5 separate regions of the Mus musculus genome follow, and all the other regions are linked to region 4. A link is a contact called in public HiChIP or PLAC-seq and Micro-C data. All regions are on one chromosome and are shown on one strand. Each heading gives the region's core, a stretch centred on a gene start, on an enhancer-like site or on the middle of the called end of the contact. The rest is flanking DNA. Distances are from core to core; before and after follow the strand shown. Region 1 holds the start of E2f1 (E2F transcription factor 1). Region 2 holds the start of Mapre1 (microtubule-associated protein, RP/EB family, member 1). Region 3 holds the start of Efcab8 (EF-hand calcium binding domain 8). Region 4 holds the start of Bpifb5 (BPI fold containing family B, member 5). Region 5 holds the start of 1700003F12Rik (RIKEN cDNA 1700003F12 gene).

Region 1 (5,277 bases), core at 2,418-4,917, 350 kb before region 4:
GGGTTTGGTATAGATTGTAGGAGGTGTGGGTACATGCTAAGCAAGCCAGAATCCACCCTAACATCTTTAGGAAGCCACGAATTGTATCCTAATTCTGACTCCTGGGACACTATCAAGGGCAGCCCTGGATTTTGCAGAGGAACAGGCTAAGTTCCTACCTCACTTTGCTGTGTGACCTTGAGCTGTGAGGGACCCTCTCTGAGCCGATTTCCCTCCTGCATTCTGCAGATAAATAAACTTCATTCTGGAATTATAAGGTCAGAAGAAGAGCATCAATTGAAGTGGCTGCCCAGTGATGGTGGATTAGTGTTTGGATGCCAGTCAGCCTCAGGAGATCGGCTGACACTGAGAAGAGCCTAATCAGCATCTTCCAGGCTCTGGGCCAGGCCATCCACTCTCCAGTCCTTTGCAGATGTCCACTATTTATTAACAGATCCAAAAGCTCATTTTTTGCAGGGAATTCTAGTCTTCACCCCACACTCCTCTCTGCTGCTGAGGACCTGGGGCGCTGGTGGGAAAGGATACCTCTGTCACTTAAATATATACTTGATTTTTCTTTCTTTCTTTCTTTCTTTCTTTCTTTCTTTTTTTTTTTTTTAAGAAAGGGTCTTATTATGTAACTCTGACTGGTCTGGAATTCTCTGTGTAGAGCAGGCTGGTCCTGAATCCACAGATAATCCACCTGACTCTGCCTCCTGAGTGCTGAAATGAAAGGCGTGCACCACCTCACCTGGCTTAAGCTCCGCTCACTCTTTATAATGGATTTTACTAATTCTCCCTGTGTGGCTCAAGTGCCCTTGAATCTCTAGATTGGAAAGATCTTCCCACCCTGACCCCCTGAGTGCCTGTGACTGTAAGCATTTATAGGATGTGAGGTTGAATATTTTGGAAGGGTAAGGCTTTGCAAAGCCCCTGGCCTTGGCCTCTCCAATTCTTAACCTACGAGGAAAACTCAGTTTAGTCATCATAAAACGGGAAAGCATTATGTTCCCCCTTCCAGCAACCATCTTGATCCTTGATAGATAACAGATGCTCAGTAAGTGTTTGTTGAATGACTATTGAGTAGCAGAAGGCTTTACAAAAGTGAACGTCGTTGTTAATGGGTCCCTTAGGAAAGTCAGGAGACAGAAAACTCTACATCTGGTATGAGAATGTGCCAACCTCTCTATCCTCAGTCAGTGCCAGTGTCAGGCCTGGTTATGCTGAAGGTTAGCTTTCAGCTTCTCTACTGTGCTGTAAAGAGTGGGCAGTACACTCATGGGCACAGGCAGACCGAGGTCGGGGGATCTAGTGTGGGCCACATCCTGTCACTGAATTTGCAGGCACCAGCCTTGAATGGGCCTCATTTTCCCATCTGTACAGCGAGAGGCTCACGTGCTCTCTGTGGTCCTTCCCTGTTCTGACACATTCCAGGATTTGCAATGAGTAATTTCACAAACTGTTCGTGAGTAGGGGAAGAAAAAACACTCCTGCTGCTTCCCAAACCACCAGAGTCTGCAGAATACCTTCTAGTCCCTCTGCTTTCATCCTCATGAGAACTGGAGACGGCCGAGGCGAGATCTAGGTGCCTTTTTTTATTGATTTATTTATTTTTACACAAAACTGAACTGAAAAGCATCCTTGGGAGCTGCAACTTGCTTGTTTTATAACAGGATCTCATGTTATAGGATCTTGGCTGCCTATATAGCCAAGGATGACCGAGCACTCTCCTGTCTTCCTGTATCTACCTGCTGGGGTTACAGGTGTTACCCCATACCCAGCTGTAGCAATTGTAATATTTGGCTCTACTCCACATTTTTATTGAAAAGGTATACCAATTTGTTTTCAAAGATCAACACATTATCTGGGATGGGCATAAGTGTTCCTTGTGTTCCTTTGTTTAAATGTTTATTTATTTTTTTATTCTTGCTGTATTATACATAGTCCAGGCCATCCTGGGACTTAAGCTCTTCCAGTCTTGACAAAAAGATTCTAAACTGGAGGTCAAGTAGTGGCCCAAACATGTAACCCTAGCACTCAGGAGGCGGATGCAGGAAGGTAACATTGATTCAGTTTGAGCTACTACATAGCAAGATACTATCGCTTTAAAGAAAAAGGGGGGGGGGCGGAGCAAACCAGACATTGTGGCCCCACCCATTCAACTCCAGCACTGGAGGCTGGAGCAGGCAGATTTAATGATGTTCCAGGGCAACCAGAGCCAGATGAGACCCTGTCTCTAAACACAAACTAAAAACCCACCCCTCCCAATCAAAACAAACCAAAAAAAAAACAAGAAGGGGAGAGGGCGGCCTGGCTGGGGATTGATTCTAAATTGGCCAAACCGGGGTGGTTCAAAGTTAACCCGTGCCTTGGTGTTTCTGGGCCCTGGAACATCACAGCCCCCTTATTGCGTCCTTGCTCACCTCTGCCCTCAGCCTCCAATTCTCTCATACCCAGAAAGGGCCTGAGAAGCAGCCCCTGCTAAGCCAGCTCAGAGTAATGTGGTCAGAGTTGGGGCCAAGATTAAGTAGCATGAAGCATGGAGAAAGTAACCCGGCTTGAGAGCTCCCTGTAGCTTACACTGGACCTGGGGACTTGAATATTGTCAGCTACTTACTCTCTTCTTGTGGTCATCTCCCCCACCCCCAAGGACAGGAAGTTTGTGGGTCTTGTTAAACCTTTCATGTTTCTATTCCCAGTATTGGCAAGATGCCTAGTAGAGAGGACCACAATGCTGATCAGACGGGCTGACCCCAGCAATCAGAAATGCTGATGGAGGACCTCTGGATTAAAGGCACCACCATACGCACCCTCCTCGCCCCTGCACCTCCCTATGAGAGGAGATACTTTAATGGACCAATCTCTTCACATTGCAAACATCTGCTGCTTCTGTGTTTCCTTTTTTTCCTTTTCACTAAGTCATGAGTCAAGGTCTGGACTGAGGATGGGACAGTGAACGCTCTCAGGCGTTTTTTTTTTTTTGAGATCAGGGTCTCACTGTGTAGTTCTGGATGACCTGAACTGGGAAGATCCGCCTGCCTCTGCCTCCCAAGTGCTGGGATTAAAGGCAGGCGCCATTGTGGAGTGACCAAATGAATGAACGCTAACTGGGCTCTGGCTACGAAAGAAATTTCAGTAAAAAGACACTGAGATCAAAGCCACACATCCCTTACTCATTTCCTGGCTCCCCTCTTGGGCTTGGCTTCTGGGTGACAGGATAGGGAAGAAAGCATGATGTGAACTAATGGAATAAATGGATCTTAAGACCGGAGATGTGGCTGAAGCGAGCTTTGGAGGTGAGCCTGAAGAGGCAGTCTCTGGGCTGTAAACTGAGGGGGTGGAGACCACAGGTTGAGAGTTTAGGGGGTCATGTGGAGACTGCGGGACGTGCAGAACCGAGTACGAAGTTTGTTCGCTTCGCCAGACCCGCCACCCATCGAGTGGGCGGTGAAGGGGCGGGGCCCATTGCCCACGCCTCCTGCAGGGCACGGCGAGAGGCAGAGGGGAGAAGGCGCCCGGCACCGCCCGGACAAAGCCTGCGCGCGCCCCGCCCCGGGATTGGCCACCCCGCCCCTGGTCCCACCCTCCGTCTCCTGCCCCGCACGCCGCAACCAATGCTCGCCATCGGAGCCTCCGTCGTCACAGCCGCCCCGGCCAATGGAGGAGGCGTTCGGCGGCGCGTGGCTCTTTCGCGGCAAAAAGGATTTGGCGCGTAAAAGTGGCCCGGACTTTGCAGGCAGCGGCGGCCGGGGCGGAGCGGGATCGAGCCCTCGCCGCGGCCTGCCAGTCATGGGCCCGCGCCGCCGCCGCCGCCTGCCTCCCGGGCCACGCGGGCCGTGAGCGCCATGGCCGTAGCCCCCGCGGGCGGCCAGCACGCGCCAGCGCTGGAGGCCCTGCTCGGGGCGGGCGCGTTGCGGCTGCTCGACTCCTCGCAGATCGTCATCATCTCCACCGCGCCCGATGTCGGCGCCCCGCAGCTCCCCGCCGCGCCGCCCACTGGCCCTCGCGATTCTGACGTGCTGCTCTTCGCCACGCCGCAGGCGCCCCGACCCGCGCCTAGTGCACCGCGCCCGGCTCTCGGCCGCCCGCCGGTACGGACCCTAGGCGCGGGCGGGGGAGGGGACGGGCTGCTGCGCTGGGCGGCGCGGAGCCTGGGCTGGGCCTCGGGGCTCCGCCCCGGGGCGCGCATTGACTGACTGCCTTGCCTGTCTGTTTGCTGAGCCTCGCTCCGGGCCTCGGCGTCTTCACCGGAGCGTCGGAACCATTAATGATTGTGTCTCACGTGTATCCAGCTGGTGCTTGCTTAGTGCACGCTCAGGCTTTGGCACCAAATTCCCAATTCTGGTGTGAGCTGGGTGTTGTCACGTGCCCATCTGCCAGAGGGAGGAACTGAGGCCCAGAGATGGGGAAGTGCTTCACGCAGCTGCAGATGGTGGGGCTGATATTTGAACTGATGTCTGCTGGCTTGCTGCAGAACCTATGGCTAGGGAGTGCGCACAGTTGCTTGTTGGAGGTGAGAGAGGGTGACTGTTAGAGACATCTTCGGGAGATCCTCCTTAGTAGCTCTGCCAGGTGCAGGCCTGGCCTTCCAGGCCTCTGGGGATAGGCCTCTTGATTGGGAGGCCTTCTCTGCAGGGGCGGGGTGCTGGGCCAGCTGCTGCAACCCTTCCTTTGCCTGTTCTTCCATCTGCCACCCTTCCAGCTCCTGGTTGCCATGGAACTTTATTAATCAGGCGGACAGACCTCTGAGCCTCTGGAAGACTGGGTGGGCTGGGCCCCTGAGAAGGGGCCTCCAGTTCCTGGAGAGAGAAGACGTGGGAGGGAGATCCCTGGATAAAAGTCTCTTCCTGATTCTAAGCAAGTAGCTCAAGACCACTTTAGGCAGGGGGCCTAGAAAAGGCAGCTGGGTACGAGGAGAGTGGAACTTGGATCTAAGCAGGGGCCAGCTCCGTGAGTGGGCCACTATCTTCATTGTAGGGGTGGAGTGGACAGGAGGGGCGAGGGCAAGGCCCAGTATCAGAGAAGAAGCTGTTCAACTCCTGATGGGGGTGTGGGTGGCAGCTGGTCCCTGAGGCATCTTAGAGTAGGCCCCTTACTCCCCTTGGCACAGCGCCCAGTGCTGCCTTCCTTCCGGAATCACCAAGATGCTAATAATAATAACAATAGCAACCACCATTGTTTTGAGGATGTTTTGTGTGCCAGGCTCTGTGCTAAGCACTTTACTCACTTAACCTTGTGGGCAGCCGTACACTTTGTCATCCTTTCATAGATGAGGCTGAGGCCCACAACTGATAGAAC
Region 2 (4,959 bases), core at 1,852-4,351, 480 kb after region 4:
ACTGATGCAGAGGCTAATGGAGGCACTTCCCCAACTGAAGCTCCTTTCTCTGTGGTAACTCCAGTGTGTGTCAAGTTGACACAGAAAACCAGCCAGTATACAGGTGTCTACATAAACTTTTCAGAAAGCTAACTTTCAACACTCTATACACTCCCCAAAAATCAGCTGACAGAACTACCACACAAAACAGCACAACTTAGTTTCTCAGTGCATAGGTAGATTATTCATGTCTCCATAGCACTTCATTCAAACCTCTGGGATTATAATTATCACACTAAAACTGACACTATTCCTCCATTTCTGAGCCTCCCAGAATTAGGAGACCAGATTTAGGCCAGGACAAAACTGGAGGACCTGGACTTGAACATGAATCCATTCCATTAGCTGTGATTTTAGGCAAGTTACTGAACTCAGTGTGGCTCAGCTCTAAACACAACCATCTGAAAAGGATCTCACAGAGAGCTGTATGAAGTAAGGAAGGAAACAGAGCTGGCATCATATCAAACCTAAGCATAGTTACAAACGAGGTCAGGGCAGAGACTGCCTCTCTTTTATGCTATCTTCAGTGCTAAAAACTGTGCCTGATATCTGCTGCCAACACCTCTCAAGATCCCCTACAAGCCCTCACTCAAATTAGTCTATCTCAATCTGTTCCTACACAGCAGCCAGAAAGAATTTTCTGAATCACAAATCACATGAGGTATCTCTCTCCTGTTTAAAAAACCCTGGATGAACACATAAAATGCATACTCTGTGCAGAATGCTATTAAGTACCAATAAGAGCCATCCAGACTGAGTGATGTGATTTCAGACTGAGCACTTACCATCTAGCTTGGGTCTATATGTACACATTGGGTATTGTGTGTCTCATGCTATCATAAAATAAAAGCAGCTGGTAAAGCCACATGTGTCTCCTGACCACACCCCAGCTCAGAAAAGGTTAATGGCCCTTCACCACCATGTAATTTCAAACTCTTTCATTAGCAGTACATTAATACCAGGTCCCATGTGCTCCACGAGCTCTGTGGCCACTAAATACATGGGATTAGGCACCCTGTGGATGTGCAATAAACATCCACTCACTCAACCAATTAATTGACTCTTCCAGGCAGTCAAAACAGAGCCTACCTCTCCAGCAAAGCTCTTTCTCACTTTCTGGTAAGAATGTTTGAGCCAGAAGTGAAGGCCCATGCCCATAAACCTAGATAGCACTCAAAAAGCTGAGGCAGAGACACCACTCCAAATTCAGGACAAGTGTGGGACACAGAGCATTCTAGGCCAACCTAGGGTACAAGATAAGGTCCTGTCTCAGAACAACTAACAAAAATGTCCACTGCTTAGCCTCAGTGCAATACCCTTGAGTTCAACACATACCCCACCTTTTCAGGGCTCTCTGAGCTAAGCAAGGTACAACCACAAGAAAAATCCCCTTTCCGTCTACTCAAGTATTTCTCTCCCTTCAGTGACTCTCCCAGGAGTCTCCCTAACTAGTTCTAGTCAGCCTTTTCACACACTATCTCATGACCTAGCTCAATAGCTAGATGACCTTCAATTTTTGATCCTCCTGCATCTACCTCCCAAGTGTAAGGACTACAGGCATGTTCACCACACTTGGCTCCCTACCCACTTCAATTCAGTGTAGGATAAAGTACACCCTATTCCTCTCCAAGTACCATCCAGAGTCCTATGGAAAGGCAAGAGGGAGGTGGCACTAAAAAGAGCTATGTGACCCTGTATGAAACATGTCTCCTTTCCTCAGAAATGGCTTACCTGTAAAATGAATAAGACCCTACCTTCCTCACAGAGCTGTGGTAAGTATCAGAAAAGCACACCGCCTCCCAAGCTTCTATGTCCTGGCACTTTGACACCACAAAAGTATGAAACAGTTTCTAGATGGAGAAGGAGGAGTAGCACACAGGATATGACTCTGGAGTTGAGTTACTTGCTGGACAACGTAAGGCAAGTCCTTTCCCTACCCAAAGTCTCAGACTCGCCTCTGTAAAAGAATGATGAGCAGCTCAGCACAGTGGGGGAACTGCAGTCACCTCTCAGCCCCACAGAGAAAATAAAATGAGCAAAACACAACAGAGGGGAAAGAAAGAGAATAAAGATAGCATCTTTTCAAGGCAATGTGACTATTAAATGACACAATGCTACATCAAGCTCTTAACACAATGCCTTATACACAAGTGCCCATTAAAGAGCTATCTTGATTAATGCTAGTCAAGACATCCCATCACCGGCAGACATCAGGCCTAGCTGAACTTCCCTCAATGGGCCACCGGATCCTCATCGCCAAGATGCAGAGGTCAGGCTATACCCTGCAGTACTGGTATCGCCCTTTTACAGTAATTACAGAAATTATCTTGGCCATGTATTCATTTTCTTGCTTCCTGGCTCTCTACCCACAAAGCAGACTCCTAGAAAGCATGTCTTTGCCTGTCTACTCCCTGATGAGACCGGGGCCTAGCATTTACTAGGCACTCAACCACCACCCGCGGACCGCCTGACTTCTGCCAGGCACCGAGCTGAAACCTTTCTGTGCTTAATTCTACTGTCTCCATTTTACGGAGGAGGAAACTGAGGCACGGGGAGGCTGAAGCGCCTGCCTAAGGTCGCACTCTGCGGCCAACTCCGCGGACCAACTCCCACCCATTATGCAACGACGCCTCCTACACCCAGGGTCCCCACCGCGCCCCTCGCGCGCGCGCGCGCGCGCCCGTGGGCACACACCCTCCAGGCCCAGCCGCAAAGTCAGGACTTCGCCGGTCACCACTAGGCAGCCCCCACTTCCGGCCCACGCCCCGCCCCCGGGACAACGGAGCGCGCGCCCCCGGCCCAGGCCGCGCACCGGATCGCGGCCCCGCCCTTCCCCCCCACTGCCCGCGCGGCTCCGCACTGCTCACGAGGAGCCGCCTCCCGTGAATTCCCGACTGCTGCCGCCGCCCGGGCCCGCCAGCCGCCTCACCGGCTTTCTCAGGACCCGCGTCCGCCGTCCGCGCGCCCGGCTCCGGTTCCGTCTTCGTCTCGTTCAAACCGTCGGACCCCGCCCGCCCGCGCGCGATGACCTCACACGCACCCCGCCGTGACGCGCCGACGCAGGGGCTCGTCATCTCCCGCCCGGCCTTTTATAGAGACGGACTGGCCTGCGAGCCGGAGGCGGGGCCGAATGCTTGATCGACAGCTGGCATGCCCGGGGGCGGGGAGCAAGCCTGTTGGGCACGTGGTCAGTTGCGACCAATGACGTGTGAGTCCTCTGAGGAGGCGGAGTCCAGTTGCACATTCTGGTTTGCTGTAGCCCAGAAGAAAATTCGTTTGACCAAGATGGATTAATGAATAGGCTCGGGAGGAAGGTTAGCTCGCCTAGCATACATGAATCCCTGGTTTCAGTCCCCAACACCACAGATGGCAGCTGTGGTGGAACACACCTATCTTGCCAGCAAATCGTTTTGTCATCATCCCAGACCCTCTCTCTGGGAGTTCAGCCTGAGGTACACGAGACCCTGTCTCAGAAAGAAAAAACTGGGAGTGCTAGGCCACTCGTGTACACTTGGACAGGAAAGAGAATCACTGTAAATTCAAGGCCAGCCTGGTCTACAGTAGCAAGCTAGCCAGAGCTACACAGCGAGATCTGGTCTCAACAAAGAAAAAATGGCCATCGAAATGCTTTAGCAGGTGCATGCCCCCAAACCTGACAACATGAGTTCAAACCCCAGGACCCACTGATAGAAGGTGAGACGCGAGTCCTGCAAGTTGTCCTCTGACTAACACACATGGGCAGTGCCACTCGCATGCCTACACACACGCAAATATGCCCACAAATAACTGTGGTGGTATGAACGTTTAATCCCAGGACTCAGTAGGTAGAGACAAGAGAATCTCTGAGATCAAGGCCAGCCAGAGAGCTACACAGTTATTGTTTGCCTTTAAATTTAAAAAAAAAAAAAAAGATTTGGCGCCTGTTTTAGTTAGTGTTACAATTCCTGTAATGAAACATGACCAAAGCAACTTGGAGAGGAGAGTGCTTATTTAGCTTACTCTTCCATATTATCTCTGTTCATCACTGAAGGAAAACAGGGCAGGAACCTAGAGCCAGGAGTGGATGCAGAAGCCATGGAGGGATGTCGGTTACTAGCTTACTCCTCATGGCTTGCTCAGCCTGCTTTCTTATACAACCTGTCTTAGTCAGGGTTTCTATTCCTGCACAAACATCATGACCAAGAAGCACTTGGGGAGGAAAGGATTTATTCAGCTTACTCTCCCACATTGCTGTTCATCACCAAAGGAAGTCAAGACTGGAACTCAAACAGGTCAGGAAGCAGGAGCTGATGCAGAGGACATGGAAGGATGTTCTTTACTGGCTTAGTTCCCCTGGCTTGCTCAGCCTGCTCTCTTATAGAACCCAAGAATACCAGCCCAGAGATGGTCCCACCCACAAGGGGCCCTCCCCACTTGATCACTAATTGAGAAAATGACTTGCGGCTGGATCTCCTGGAGGCCTTTCCCCAACTGATGCTCCTTTCTCTATGATAACTCCAGCTGTGTCAAGTTGACACAAAACTAGCCAGTACACAACCCTAGACCACACCAGCACAGAGGTGTCCTAACCCACAGTGGGCTGATGAGATTCCCCCATCAATGACTAAGAAAACACTTTACCAGCTTGCCTAAGGGCTCATCTTAGGGAGGCATTTTCTTAATTGAGATTCCCTCCTCTCAAATGACATTAGCGTGTGTCAAGGTGTTATAAAACTGCCCAGCACAGCACCTTAATGAAAAACTAAGTCACCATGTAAGAGCACCTGCAATGTCATCTGGTTTATTCTTAGCACTGCAAATGTTTCCTTACTTTTTAATGCCTTTATCTTCTGCTTTTGCATGGAGGCAATTTCCTGTTCTAGCTCCAGACTGTGTCTCAGTGCTTGTATATAGGAAGAAAAGATGAACTGCAGCACTTCA
Region 3 (4,678 bases), core at 1,305-3,804, 440 kb after region 4:
CTCTCTCCTGGCTTCTCAGAAGACATTAGTCTTGGCCTAAAATGGATAATCACAGTTGCTTTAACACAAGTCCACAGACCTGACCTAGCCAAGCCACAGAAAGTTGGAAATGGTCAAAGGAGATGATGGTTGCCCCTTGTCCACAGCTACTCCTAGTATTTCATGAGTGCCCCCTTTCCCACAGACATTTTCCATAAGTTTACAGTGGAGCCTTCCTGAATTGATGGAAAGAAACTGGCCCACTGAAGCCATGAAGATTACTAGCTTAAATCCAGAATTTGTAGAATCCAGGGACTTCTCAAGCCATGTGGAGGTCCCAAAAGCCATTCACTACCGAGAGAAGCAGATCCAGAGGTAGACACACATCTAAAGTGGAGGCACAACCCTCCACTGCATACACCCTCCCAACCCCCTCCAGGGCCCTTGGGGGCAGGACCTTCTCCAGTGAGATGAGATAAGAACTCATGGAGAGAGCCATGTTTCTAATGAGAAGTCAAGATATTGGGGCACCAGACCCGCAGGGTCCCCAGATCTGATGAGAGTTGGGAGGCATTCTCAGAGAACAAAACAGACAGCAGGGAAGGAGAAGAGAATGTCATACCCACGGGACTGACACGTAAGCCGTGTGGACCCTGGACCACAGGGTTCCTAGGAGGCATCAGGGAGAGAGGGAAATGAAGAGAAAAGAGTGAGAAGAAAAACATAATACAAGATCCTTACCATCTGGCTCTAAATGGGAAGAAGAGCAGTAGGCACATGAGAAAGGGCAGTGGGGAGGGGAACCGGCCCAGGTCTTCCCCCGTGCTGTCTTGACATCGAAAGTAAGGACAACTAAGAGAAAAGGCAGAAACTTCTCCAGAAAGAGGAGCATGGAGGGACGAGGGCATGAAGCAAGCTGTGACGACTCATCTAGAAATAAAACGCAAATCTCTAGAAATCTGAGGACTCATAAGCTTAGGGTATAGATACATTTAAAGAATAGAAAAAGGAAACACAAGAGACAGGATGTGGTACTGGAAAAAGAGCCACGGAAAACGGCAGAAACCTAATGCAAAAGTGTATCTAAAGTACATTTCTGTTAACTATATGAATTGTATTGGCCTTGAAAGGGACCTGGCAGGGCTGGAGAGATGGCTCAGCAGTTAAAAACTCCCGCAGAGGAGCTGCACTCAATTCCTAGCAGCCAAGATGGCAACCCACAACCGACTGTAACTACTGTTCTAGAGGATCTGATGTTCTCCTCTGACCTCCTTAGGCACTACACCCACAATACATAGACATACATGCCGATAAAACACTCACACATAGCTGGGTGGTGGTGGCGCATGCCCTTAATCCCAGTATTTGGGAGGCAGAGGCTGGTGGATTTCTGAGTTCGAGGCCAGCCTGATCTACAAAGTGAGTTCCAGGACAGCCAGGGCTACACAGAGAAACCCTGTCTCGAAAAAACAAACAAAACAAAGACACTCACACATGTCAAATAAATTTTAAAAAATAAAAAGACCTGGGGAAATATGCCATAAGGTTAATGGCAGTTATCTGGGCAGGTGTAGAAGTGGGGGCACCTGTCAAATATGCATTCCTCTAACACACAGAAGGGGGAGAAGGAAAGAAAAAAGAAAGATTTTTTTTTTCAGGCTGGGACAACCAACTACCTCTTCAAAACAGAACAAAGGAAGAAGGTGGCCCTTGCACCCTTGTTCATCAACATCTACCCTCCAGCTCACTCTATGGCAGTGAAAAGGGGGGAGGGTCCTACCTTCCCTTAAACCAAGGTGGCCCGTAATGCAACCCATTGAACTGGGGTCCTCCTTCCCCACAGAGTACCTTGAGGAAGGGAATGCAGACAGAACCAGATGGTTGTGAACTCTGAAGGAAAAACAAACAAGTGTCCGGAAGTAGTTTGTAAGAGAATGAAAAAAAAAAAAAAAAAGGAATACAAATCTGGGGAAGTGGGGAAGAAGGTGGGGAAGAGAAGGAGATGGGATAGGGCTAGCTCCTAGCTATGAGAATACCACAGGATGAAGGGAAATAACCCAGCAGTACGGAAGTTGGGGGGGGGGGGTGTGGCGGAGTGCCCCAGCATGCCTTAGGCAGCTGTCGCAGGAAACCGGACCTAAACTGGATGGTGGGTAATATTCGCCAACATCTGTCACTGCACTAGGTTCCAAATCCCGAGTGAAGGGAAGATAGGTAGGCCCCAATCTGTCCTTCTTCCTGTACCCCCAAAGGACTTGCCCGTCCTAGTTTAAGGCACTAGGTAAGGTAGGGCGGAAGTGGCTGATAGCTCCAGCTGGTGACAGTTTGGCCGGGGACATCCTGAGGTCTAAGCACTATCTGCCCTTTCCAGCCTGCTGCAGATGCCAGTTCAGACCTTGGAAGAACGGAAATACGGTTTGGAGTCCTTTTAGGAACAGGGAGCGCACTCCCAAGCTCCTCTACGAGAATCAAGGAAGGATAACAGAGCAGAAGCAAAGGGGGGCACAGAGAACAATGTCTCCAGGGGAAGGGCTCAGAAGGCACAGCTGTGCGAGATGAGACGTTAACCTCGTCTGGGAAAGACAAATGTGCGCGTGGGTAGGACAGGCGCTGAAATTGCGGCTGGAGGAAAACTACTCTCCACGTGGCCGAAGCGGCAACTGGTTGGCGAGAGTAGGTGGGAGGGGCGAGGCTATGGTAGGCGGGGCCAGAGGCAGGCGGCTAGCAGGGGTAGCACCCGGGATAGGGGAGCGAGGGAAGGCGGGGTTTCTCCTGCTCCTTCGCCTAGGACTACAGCGATTTGGTTTCTACTAACACCTCTAGTTTTGGAATTTTTCCCTTTGTCTTCTCCCTGGAGCTGAAGTGGATTTCCAGGTCTTGGCCAGGCCCTAGTTTTTAACCCCCTTTTGGTTGGACAGAGATCTCTTTAGTGTTGGCACTTTGCTGGGCTTCGTCTCACGCCTAAGCAGCACGGTTGCCAGACTCACCCAAGGCCTGCTTCTCATTTCCAACCTTTTCCTGTTTGGAGGTCCAAAGCTGGCTGGGCTTTGATTTCTACTTCCACTCGCTCATCTTCCTGCTCTGTGGAGCCACACAGTGCACACTGGTGATCCCTTGAGTTGGTGATCAAGGATAAGGAGTGTCCTGGTTCTGCCTACCAAAGGCTAAAAGCAAATGCAGGGCCTTTCTAGGAGCTGCCAGTAACAGGAGTGGACCCATTAGATCTAGGCTTTAGTTTTGTTTTTTAAATTTTATTTATTGTTTGTATGAGTACACTGTCGCTCTCTTCAAACACACCAGAAGAGAGCATCGGATCCCATTATATAGACGGCTGTGAGCACCAATGTGGTCCTGGGAATTGAACTCGGGATCTCTAGAAGAGTAGTCGGTGCTCTTAACTCTCCAGCCATGGTTTTGTTTTTTAATACAAGGTCTCATGGAGCCCAGGTGATTTGAACTTCCTATATAAATAGCCAAGGATGGCCATGTATGACTTGATACTCTTCCCTTCCACCTCCCTGTTATTAGACGCGTTCTCACGACCGGCCAGGAAGAACACCACAGACCAGAATCTTCTGCGGCAAAGCTTTATTTCTTACATCTTCAGGAGCCAGGGTGCAGGAAGCAAGAGAGCAAGAAGCAAGAGAGCAAGAAGCAAGAGAGCAAGAAGCAAGAGAGAGAAGCAAGAGCAAGAGAGAGAGAAAACGAAACCCCGTCCCTCTTAAGGAGCATTCTCCTTCGCCTCGGACGTGTCACTCCCTGATTGGCTGCAGCCCATCGGCCGAGTTGACGTCACGGGGAAGGCAGAGCACAAGTAGTCATAAGATACCCTTGGCACATGCGCAGATTATTTGTTTACCACTTAGAACACAGGATGTCAGCGCCATCTTGTAACGGCGAATGTGGGGGCGGCTCCCAACACCTCCCAAGTGTTGGAACTACGTATGTGTACCACCACACCCACAATCTAATTTTTAATTGAAAAAAAAAAAAAAAGGTCATAGCAATCATTAAGATTTAAAAATGCCCCTTTGCCTTGGGCAGTAGTACTGAGTCTTAGTGCTCAGAGAACGGAATAGGGGGTTGACTCTGGGTGGCCACATCTCCTTAGCCTCTGGAATCTTCCATTAGTTAAGTAGGACACAGCCAGAGAAGACAAGGTAGGAAGGATTGCCCTAAAGTTCTGGGCCCAGGGCAGGCCCTTTTTGCCTAAATGTAACAGAATATTCTACAGATTCTGAGTAGAGTAGGGTTTTCCCCCCAGACAAGCGGACCTTGTCGAAATGGAGATTCTGAAGTTTGGGCCCCTTTTGGGGACAGGGGCATACTCCTATGTTAGGAAGTCAATCTGGATTCCCAGGTGTCAAAGGTTAACAGAGATTGGAGACTGCCGCCAAGAAACAAAACTTCTAAAAAAAAAAAAAAAAAGTCCACATGTGACTTGTATGAAGTCAGAATGTATATGTATACTTATTCTTCAAACTTCAAATGACTTCAGTGCCTTCACATTTTTCACTTTGTTTTGTTTTGAATTGTTGGGCATGGTTTTGCATGCCTTTAATTCTAGCAGTCAGGAAGCGGAGGCAGGCTGATCTCTGTAAGTTCAAGGTCAGCCTGGTCTACAGAGTCCCAGGACAGCCAGGGCTACAACAGAGGGACCCAGCCTCAATTTTTTCTCTCTCTCTTTCATTTATTGATG
Region 4 (4,623 bases), core at 668-3,167:
GGACCCAAGGATGCCCCATGAGGTGTCAATAGGCACCTGGTACCAGCATCAGAGATTGTTAGTGAATGCTAGGCGCAAAGGCTGAGCCCTGCTTCCAGGAAGCAGCTGAAGACCCCTGTCTTGGCCTCCATTCTACAGGGAGGCCACTGGCTCTGGACACTTTAGTGTGGCTGTGCTGACAAGACCACACAATTGGGAAACTTGAATCTTGAGATATATTCATGTCATCCAAAGGCCGGCGGTTAACAGAAGCTATTTTGGAAACATTATTCAAATTTATAAAGCATAGGACTGACTGAGGAACCACAGAGGGGAAGCCCCTGCTTCCTTCCTAGAGGGATTTGGAGAGGTCTGGAAAGGTAGCCACACAGTAGGAGGACCTGCTTCGTGCATTCAAGGCTGAGGAGATGCTGTGGACCCCAGGTTGCCTGCCCACCTCTCCTCTGCTTGACAGGGAAAGGCCTGAGGGAGAAGAGAGGCCCAGGCTACCGCATGGCCACTCACCCGGCTGTCGTCAGCAGTTTCTTCAGCTCAGGCATAGTCTTCCCAGAGAGCAGGTCCCCCACCAATGACAGATCCAGCCCACTCTTCTTGTCAACGAGCTCCTCTCTGACGAAGGGCAGGGAGTCCATGACAGACACACCCTCACTTGGGGATCCAGTCACAGCCATCCTGATCATACCCTCCAGGACCTGGTTCTCTGATAATAGATTTGAGATGTCTGGGGACAAAAAAAAAAAAAAAAAAAAACTCCTCAGGGTCCATTCAGCCATTCAGCAAATAGCCACTGGCACCTGAACCCAGCTAGAAGATAAGACAGCCATTCAGCAACAAGTTCTTATGAGGAGACCAGAGCTCAGATCGCAATGTATCGCCCAGGCTGGTTTCAAACTCCTGTGCTTAAGTCATTGTCCTGGCTCAGCCTTGCCTTGCCACCTAGCTCAGCCCATAGGTCAGTCTGCTGGGCTTAAGGAACAGCGTGGCTCCTGCTGCTGCTCTGGAGTTGACATGGCAGTCAGGGAGAAAGACAAACTAGAACTCATACCAGTCAGTAAAGTAAGTTTTAGAAGTGTTACAGAGAAACACTTAGACTCTAAGTGTGACTGGGGTGTGGAGGGCCTGCTTTGGACATGAGGGTCTGCTGTAAGGAGGAGGCTTAGGGCAGACACCCCAAGAAGGAGAAAGAACTCAGCTAGACCTAAGTCTAGGGAGAGCAGCAGCCCATGCAAATGCCTCCAAGGTCACAGATCCCCAAGCTGTGACAAGAAGCGCCCCGCAGACAAGCAGCAGGGAGAACAGCAGGCAGGCAGACAGGTTAGCAGGTGTATGTCTGGATAAGGCCATTGAAGAGGTTTTACCAGAGGGCAGTGGGAGCCAGGAGAGACCTGACTGCTACAGGGAGATCAGAGGATGTTTCTGCAGGAGAGGTGGTAAGGACTTTGTCTGCCAAGCCCAGTCAGAGCATTCTACATTGAGAAGGAGAGAAAGGGGGATGGGCCCACACCAGCCAAAGAGGCAGCGTGACCTCTAGTGACCTCTACGTGGTGGGCAGAGGAGGCAAGGGAGACACTGGAGGGTTTGAATGACAGGGTGAGGACTGCTCATGGCAAGAGGGAGGCAAAGCAAGTGTGAGAGCAGAGGAGGGGCAAGGGCAGCTGTGGGCAGCTGGTAAATGGACACCAGAGGGGAAGAAGCCCAGAGCTCTTGTCCACTGCTCTGCCTTCTCCAAAGTCATGCTTCTTCAAGCTCATTCCTTGAGATTCACCTGTTTCCAGCTGGCTATTGTTGATCCGCAGGAAGAGATGAGTGTGGGTTGCCCCTCGGGCTTGGGGCAGCACCCCCCAGCATAACAGCAGTGCCCACAGCAGCAGCATCCCTGCTTCAGAGCCTGCGCCCCGGCTGGCCAGGGGAGTGAGAGCTTAAGTCCTCTCGAGGGGCCCGCAGCCCCGTGACCCCACTCTGTGCCCCGCCCCCATCCTTTGATGTTCTGACATTCCTGCGCGGGGCGGGGCCTGACTCCCTTATGGATCCAGCTCTCTCAGGCCTGTGACACCAGCTTTCTTAAAGGACTACTCGTATACACCAAGCTCTGAAGTGAAGGGTGGGCACATGGTGGGAAGCCAAGGCCCCAGGCCAGAGCTTGGCATGCTCAATTCTTCAGCGGGAGATTTCACTTCTCTTGGCACTTTGCAGCCAGGGGCTTTTGGCCAAAACGGATAGAGCCTGTTACTGAGGCAGGGGTGGGAGGAAAACAAGCTCAGAATGTGGCAATTGGACCCCAAGGAGGAAGTGGGCTGGGCTTGGGCCCTTTTCCTTTGGCATATCTCCACCTCTTGTGTGGAGTACAGAGGCTGCTAAAGATGTGACTGGCATAGATCCCAAGGTGGTAAGGGTGTGTGTGTGTGTGTGTGTGTGTGTGTGTGTGTGTGTGTGTGTGTGTGTGCATGTGTGAGCTGGTGAGGCGCCTGATGAAGCTGGTAATGTCCACCTTGTTCCTGCTGTTCCCATGTCCTTCCTGTGTATGTCACCTAGGCTCTTAAATCATTTCTACTCAGATGTGGTCACCAAAGTTGCAGACAGGTCCTAAAAGAGCTGAGGAATGGAGAACAAGCCGAGTTCGTTTCCTTCTAAGCCTCACTGGGAATACGATAAACCTACCGTGGTTTTGGGGAGATGGTGAAGGTCAGCGGGGCAGCAACTGTGGAGTAGTAAGCACAGGCCTGGTGCACAGGAAGGCTTAGTAAGCCGTTATGATCATGCGCGTTCTATACATAAGGGAGCCGAGACACAAAGGAGTAAGCACCTCCATCAGGGCTGGGTAGCATATCAGAGGATGCCAGAGGATGCCAGAGGAAGCTGGGGTTTGATGCTGGGGCCCAGAAAGGACCCAGAGATTGGCTGGTTCTGCCACAGCAGTTCCATGACAGAGCAGCCTGCCACCTACCTTTATGGAGTCCCTGTCTTGTGGGAACCCAGCACCCCTTGCTCCTGCATGCCCCTGACTATGTGAGCATGGCTCCTTCATTATCGGGTGGTGCAGCCACCAACAGCTGTCCCCAGTTGTCGTGGGATTTTCAACAGAATTTTCTCCTTTCAACTCAGGGTGCAAGCAGGGCAGGTGTTAGCGCCAATTTCCTTTTCTTTTTTGTTTTAAACTTTTTTTTTTCTTTTGAGATTATAATATCATTACATCATCTCTCCCCTTCCTTTCCCATCCTTCCCTCAGGAGTTCCAGTTTTCACCTGGATGCTCAGGCTTGAGAACTGGTGGAAGACAGAGTTCCAGGAGACAGCAGAGACGTAGGAAGCACACAGGAAGCACGAGGCTGACCATGGCTTGTTCTGAAGCGCTTCCTTCAGCCAGCAGGACAAACTGTCAGCGAAAGTTCACAGATTTGATGGAATATGTTAGAGAAGACTGGGTTCTATATTTTAAGATTTTTAAAAAAATTTATGTGTATGTATGTATGTATGTATGTGTGTGTGTGCCTACATGAGATTCTGTGAACCACGTGTGGGCATGTGCTTTGGCAGTCAGAGGGCACCAGAGTCCCTGGAACTGTAGTTACAGGTGGTTGTGAGCTGATTGATGTAGGTTCTAGGCCCTTTGTAGGAGCAGTAAATGCTTTTAATCTCTGATCCACCTCTACATCTCAAAGAGTGAGTTTTTTTTTTTAATTTAATTTAATGTGTGGGTGTTTTGCTTGTATTTGTCTCACTATGAGCATACATATGTTTGGTGCACACAGAGGTCAGAAGGAGGCACCGGATCCCCTGGCACTGGAGATACAGATGGTTGTGAGTCATGACGTGGGTGCTGGGAACTGACCCCAGCTCCTCTGGAAGAGCAGCCAGCGCTCCTCACCACTGATCCATCTCCCCAGGCTCAAGACTTGGGTTGTGTTGAAACACGGTCTTGTGATGTAACTTAGGCTGGTCTCCAACTAGTAGTCCTCCTGTCTCAGCCTTCTCAGGAGCTAGGGTCATAGATGGGTGTCAATTAGGGACAATTTAAAAGATATAACCTGGAATTTTCTCTTTACTGTTTCTGTTTTTACTCTCTCTGTTGAGGAAGGATGCAGAGGCTCAGAGCCCTACCTGTGGGACTTGAGAACTCCTGCCCCTAGCTAGGGTCTCCTGTCTCTGGGTCAGGGATGGCAGTCTCAGGGTCCTGCCAGATGCAGGTCAACGCAGAGACAGTTTGTCTTCTTTCCCTTGGAAAGTAGGGCACAGAAGAGAGTGGATGAGGAAGGAGCCTGGAAGAGGAGGCAGCGACATGCTGCTGGGTGAGGGCAGAGTGCTGCCTAGGCTGTGGGGAAGGTAGGTGGTGGGTCAGCTCTGAGATCCCTCCGGTGTAACTGACATGAAACAAATGTTCTTGGTACCCGCAGTAGGCTGATACCCAGATGTGAGTGGAGTAGATCTTGGAGATGACCCACACAACAGTGGCGAGTAGGCTGTGACCAGCTGCTGTGGGAGGCCTGGGAACCAGAGCTGAGATTGGACCTCAGAGCTGTCCCTTGCCCGGGGAATAAGGATCCTGGGCATCTTCATCTGCCACCAGGGGATGAGGGACTTGAGGAGCCTTGGCCATAGCTATGTCTTCATCTTTGACATTCAAAAC
Region 5 (4,934 bases), core at 986-3,485, 330 kb before region 4:
TCCAGCACAATTCCAGCCTGTGGATAGTAACACAAGTGCAGCCTTAATTGCATAGCTTATGGTTCTAGTGAGCTGAGGCATTCTGCCATCTCTAGCCCCAGGTGAAACATTCTCAGTGTGTAAGACTTTTTTTTTTTTCTCGAGACAGGGTTTCTCTGTGTAGCCCTGGCTCTCCTGGAACTGACTTTGTAGACCAGACTGGCCTCAAACTCAGAAATCCGCCTGCCTCTGCCTCCCAAGTGCTGGGATTAAAGGCGTGAGCCACCACCGCCCAGCTCAATTTTTGTTTTAAGCAATCTGTGGTACTGAATTCAAGTTACTCCTACCCCATCCTCTTGAGTGCTGGTATTGTCACAGGAATGGTGGCTTTAGGGTCTGGTCTGGAGCTGGGTGTGGGATCCAAGAAAGCCAGCAGTGGCTTCTGTTCAGAGCATGCTGCTTCTCTCGGGAATAAGAGTGACATCAGAGGCCACTGGTGCTATGTCAGTATGGAGGAGCAGAGGGAGAGCACTGATGGCAGTGGGGATCGGCAGCTGGGTGTGCATACACTAATTGTAGCCTTGGCCTTTGGAGGGGCAGCAGAGAGACTGAGGATTATATACTAGCAGGGGAAACTAATTTGCCATACACAGATTAGTGGTTTGGAAGAAGATTTTGGCTACAAATGGTAGAGGATAGAACTGGTACCTCTGGAGGAAAGTGCTTTGATTAAGGGACCCTAAAGTTTGGGGGACCTGAGTGCTTGGGAGCTGACAGGCTGTAGGGTGAGAGACTAGAGGTTCAAGCCCCTTTTCTTGAGTGTGTGCCAAAAGCAGACTCTGAGGTTCCAGCTTCACCATGACTGACATCCTGGTATGATGTTTGTAAGCCTGAAACCCTTCCTCTTCCGAAGAGGGATTTTTGAACGTTGGGGACTCTTGGAGACCTCAAACCTTTGCCTGAAACAAGTTCTTCCTAGCGTTGCTCAAGTCCACCTTCAGTCTACGGATTTGGCATGAGCTGACCTTTGTGCTACGAAAAGTAAAAGGCAGCCCTAGCTCCAGGTCGTGTTGGTGACTGTTCTAACTCCTACTCGCTCGGGGCCTCAGTTTTGACCAGGTGACCGACAGCAGGCACAGAAGTGGCAGACACAGGGTTTGCTATGTGCTCTTTATTGAGCAGAGTCCTGGCGCTAGGGGTCGTGCCAGGCACTCAGGGCCGCGGGCGAGGGCAGCGGCGCCGCTTGCGCGGCTGCTCCTCGCGGGGGTCGCCTTCACCACAGGCATCGCGTTGGGTCAGCACGTGCGCATACAGCGGCTGCCAGCACTGCGGGACCTTGGCCCCGCCCCCCGGCCTGCCTCCCACTCGACGCCCCTCCTCCTGCAGCCGTGCGTCCAGCTGCAGCAGCAGCACCAGGATCCTTTTCATCTCCCGAGCGCGCGCGCCTTCGCGCCTGTCCACGCCGTCGCCAGCCCCACGTAGCATAGGCGCCACCGCTGGGAAGCACGTTGGGGCGCCGAGCGGGTCCTCAGTTGGCCGCACCGGCCTCACAAATGGGCCCGCCGCTGCCTCGGCCAGCTGCTGCCGCTTGTCCAGCGGGAAAAGCAGCACGATCTTGGTCTGGGGGTGGGCGGGTGTGAAGGGAAGAACATGCCCTCGTGGGGCCTGAGGCTTCTTCCGTGCCCGACCCAACCTCCGGAGCCCCACTGTGCCCCGTACCCTGAGACCCTGCCTCCCCACAGGAACCCATTGACCACTGCATACTTTCCCAGCCTTGATGCGGGGGTTCTCACCCACACGGGCAGGGTCAGGAGCCTCTCGCCACTGAAAGAAAGGGAAAGTGGCGTGTTGCGAGGCCATGGGCTGGAGAGAGGGTGTAAAGGTATTTCAGGTCTGTGGTCCCAGAGACACTATACCTGATCCCTGGTTGAGAGAGCACTCTTCCTCCTCCCCCCCTCCCCCCAGCCATTGCTTCTAGAATCCCTATACTACTACTACCTATATGGGCTCCAGAGATCCTGTTCTCTCTAGAGAGTCTCTAACCCCTCATGCTCCTGGCACCCAGCGTCCCTTCTAGCCTCTCCATACTCACACTTGGCTTCTTCCTCTTGAGATGGCTGAAGAACTGCTTGTGACGGGCTTTGTCCATGTCAGGTGGCCTGTCCTTGTTGGCCTGATTGGGTGCTTTGGTCCTCTTGTGGGAACTGCTGTTTCCCATGATAGGACTGGTCACAGGACTGGTCACTAGAGGCCACTGCCCATGCTGCCTCGGCCCTGCCCTCTAACCAGGGGCCCCAGTTTGGCCCCGCCCATCAGGGTAACTGTATTGTGAGCTCACAAGTGACCTCACCACACCAAAACTCTGCTCCTCCCCTGTAACTCCCAGGGGAATCTGGCCACTGCTCCACTGTCTATGACCTCTTCTGGTCTTAGCTTCCCAGCTGCAAAACAGGGCTAGTGCTTTAACAAAGCAATACTTATAAGGTGCTTAAGGGTGAGTAGAGGGGGACTTCTATGGCTTTGATTTGAATCCTGGCCTGCCACTAATTAGCTGCTTAACTTTGGCTCAGATTCAACCTCTCAAGGCCCCAGATACAAAATGGAGTCAATTATGGTTACTGAAAATTGTTAAGATGGTTAAAAACAATTCTTGGGATGAGTCTGGTATGAGGAAGTTGGTTCTGCCAAGCAGGTTTGGTTGCAAACAGTAGAAAATCGATCTTATACCTCCAAAGGAAAACTACCAAAAAGATGTCATGGAAACAGAACCCACAGACTTAGAGCAGGACTCGGGCACTACTCTATCCCATTTGTTATAAGCATGGTCCAGAAGCTACCATCTTAGTTTAACCAAGGCAGATCATACATCAAAAATGAAACCCATTAAGGCCAGTTTTACACATGGTACAAAATGATGTGTGATATGACCCCGTACTGGCTGACATTTGCTTGTTCTTTCATTATTCCACTCAACAATCCATTTAACAGACATTTACTGCATTTTGTTGGAAGCTACATATATATATATAGGTCTCTATTAGAGGCCTCACTAGCTGTTGCAGAAGCGAGCATGAGCCTTTTTTTTTTTTTTTTTTTTTTTTTTGTCTTTTCGAGACAGGGTTTCTCTGTGTAGCCCTGGCAGTCCTGGAACTCACTTTGTAGACCAGGCTGGCCTCGAACTCAGAAATCCACCTGCCTCTGCCTCCCGAGTGCTGGGATTAAAGGCGTGCGCCACCACGTCCGGCTCAGCCTTAACTTTGAAGAGGAATTGAGATCCAGGAGAACCCAGTGTCCCAGGAGGGTATGATCCTGTGAACCAGCCTCATATGCAAGGATGAACAAAGTCCATCTGCACTGGGAAAAGGGGCCTTAGAAGCTGGGCAGAGTGGTTCCCATCTTTAATTCATTCTAGCACTGGGGAGGCATATACAGGAGGATCCCAAGTCAAGGCAAGTCTGGGCTAGAAATTAAGACCCTGTCTGGAGACAAAGATGGGAAGTGAGTGGTAACTAGCTTGTGCTGGCCTGCATGCTCTGTCCACTTCCATTGCTGCTCTCATGAGCAAGGTAAGCTCCCTGTTATCTTGCCCTGCACATAGGAGTATGAACAGGCCTCCAAGGTGGACCAGTTTGTCACACGATTTCTGCTGCGGGAGACTGTCAATCAGCTACAAGCCCTGCAGACCTCCCTGGAGGGAGCATCAGACACCCTGGAGGCGCAGGCCCATGGCCAGCGGTATGTGAGGGTGCTGCTGGGCTGCGGGTATGTGGGTGTCTGTTGTTCCTGAGTTCCAAACTCCTCAGTATCCCGTTCCATCCAGCCTTCCAGAGGCCACATTCTTGGGGTCATGATCTGCTGAGAGAAGGGGTCAGTGGTTTGGGGGCTGGGCTTCAAAGACCCAGGAGACCTGTCTTACCCTACCTAAGTCTGGTCCTGTGCTGAAATCCCAGTCCTTGACCCTATGGGTCTGGGGACACTGGACTAACCTTCTACTTTCCTTCCAGGTTGGATGAAGAAACTATCAAAGCGCAGAGTAGGCCCTGTGGCAGCCGGAGGGCAGGACGCAGAGCCCTAAGGAGCATCAGTTGGTCACCATCCTGGTCTCCTGGATCCTCTGATACAGGTTTGCCTATGGCAGGGTAGGATCTGGCTGCACAGGGCCAGGAAAGACGTGGCATCTCCTATTCTCTCAGGGCTTTGCTCTGCCAATGTTCCCAGTTCACCCTGAGCGGCCTCCCTTCAGGGGTCCTGGCTGATGTCCTCCTGGTCCCTCTGCCAGGGCGGAGTTCAGAGGCTGAGCAGCAGTGGCGGCTACAGGTCAACCGCCTCCAGGAGCTCATAGACCAGCTTGAGTGCAAGGTGAGAGGCTGGGTGGCCAGTGCATGTTCACGCCCATGCATACTAGAGGCTCGGTCTGTGTTCTGTGTCTCTTGCAGGCACCCCGGCTGGAACCCACACATGAGGAGGACCTCACCAAGGGGTTTGACTCGGTGAGCTTGGGAAAAAGTACTCAAGCTCTGTCTACCCAGATCTGGTAGGCAGGTGCTAGGCTTTGGATCTTGCTCTATGGCTACCTTAGGTTTTCTGTTCTCTCATTTGTACCTGTGAAAGTCAGGCCTAAGGTAGGAATGGAAGCTGGAAGGCACAGTGGGAGATGGTACAGCAGAGGGGGAGGGTCAGTCAGTAGCTTGGAGGATGGAGTCAGAAGCTGGGAGGTTGTGGGGACTTGATCCCACAGGGGGCAGATCTGGACCACATTAGGAAGACTGGATTATACTCTGAGCTTGGCTTGTCCCCTGACTAGCTGCTTTCTTGCCAGCACATCCTTGTGGCGCAGAGGCAAGTGCAGGTGGCAGAGGATGCCCTGCAGGATTTTCATCGTGCTTTGTGCTGCTACATGAACTTCACAGGGGCCCAAAGCCATTGTCTGCAGTGAGTCTCTGGAGAGCCAGTGG

The links. Hi-C and Micro-C count contacts between places; a contact is called where the count stands out from the background. HiChIP or PLAC-seq counts read pairs in DNA pulled down with a chosen protein or histone mark.
Region 1: an H3K4me3 HiChIP or PLAC-seq map of bone marrow-derived macrophages shows a contact between it and region 4, with 4 times the contacts expected there. The contact joins the promoter of E2f1 here to the promoter of Bpifb5 in region 4. A contact is called at or near these places in 1 of 39 promoter capture datasets (embryonic stem cells) and 4 of 115 datasets of contacts at active chromatin or transcription factors (bone marrow-derived macrophages and embryonic stem cells).
Region 2: a contact with region 4 is called in an H3K4me3 HiChIP or PLAC-seq map of embryonic stem cells, with 4 times the contacts expected there. The contact joins the promoter of Mapre1 here to the promoter of Bpifb5 in region 4. A contact is called at or near these places in 3 of 115 datasets of contacts at active chromatin or transcription factors (embryonic stem cells and microglia).
Region 3: an H3K27ac HiChIP or PLAC-seq map of embryonic stem cells shows a contact between it and region 4, with 3 times the contacts expected there. The contact joins the promoter of Efcab8 here to the promoter of Bpifb5 in region 4. A contact is called at or near these places in 1 of 39 promoter capture datasets (hippocampal neurons) and 1 of 115 datasets of contacts at active chromatin or transcription factors (embryonic stem cells).
Region 5: a Micro-C map of embryonic stem cells shows a contact between it and region 4, with 1.7 times the contacts expected there. The contact joins the promoter of 1700003F12Rik here to the promoter of Bpifb5 in region 4. A contact is called at or near these places in 7 of 484 Hi-C or Micro-C datasets (the G1E-ER4 cell line, cerebellum, embryonic stem cells and 2 more) and 2 of 115 datasets of contacts at active chromatin or transcription factors (astrocytes and embryonic stem cells).

The regions. Positions count from the first base shown.
Region 1 is chr2:154,568,282-154,573,558 of GRCm38.p6, reverse strand. E2f1 (E2F transcription factor 1) reads left to right here and starts at 3,667. Exons shown (of 7, transcript NM_007891.5): 1 at 3,667-4,070. The coding sequence starts at 3,825.
Region 2 is chr2:153,739,429-153,744,387 of GRCm38.p6, reverse strand. It overlaps Mapre1 (microtubule-associated protein, RP/EB family, member 1), which reads right to left and starts at 3,101. Exons shown (of 7, transcript NM_007896.3): 1 at 2,969-3,101.
Region 3 is chr2:153,777,122-153,781,799 of GRCm38.p6, reverse strand. Efcab8 (EF-hand calcium binding domain 8) reads right to left here and starts at 2,554. Exons shown (of 29, transcript NM_001370916.1): 1 at 2,375-2,554; 2 at 1,828-1,869; 3 at 721-909; 4 at 1-36. The coding sequence starts at 887.
Region 4 is chr2:154,221,036-154,225,658 of GRCm38.p6, reverse strand. Bpifb5 (BPI fold containing family B, member 5) reads right to left here and starts at 1,917. Exons shown (of 15, transcript NM_144890.2): 1 at 1,766-1,917; 2 at 505-721. The coding sequence starts at 1,874. It also overlaps a transcript of Cdk5rap1 not described here.
Region 5 is chr2:154,546,205-154,551,138 of GRCm38.p6, reverse strand. 1700003F12Rik (RIKEN cDNA 1700003F12 gene) reads right to left here and starts at 2,235. Exons shown (of 3, transcript NM_029305.2): 1 at 2,072-2,235; 2 at 1,744-1,803; 3 at 1,089-1,599. The coding sequence starts at 2,197. The coding sequence ends at 1,192. It overlaps Necab3 (N-terminal EF-hand calcium binding protein 3), which reads left to right. Exons shown (of 13, transcript NM_021546.3): 6 at 3,578-3,714; 7 at 3,984-4,102; 8 at 4,259-4,338; 9 at 4,416-4,469; 10 at 4,799-4,911.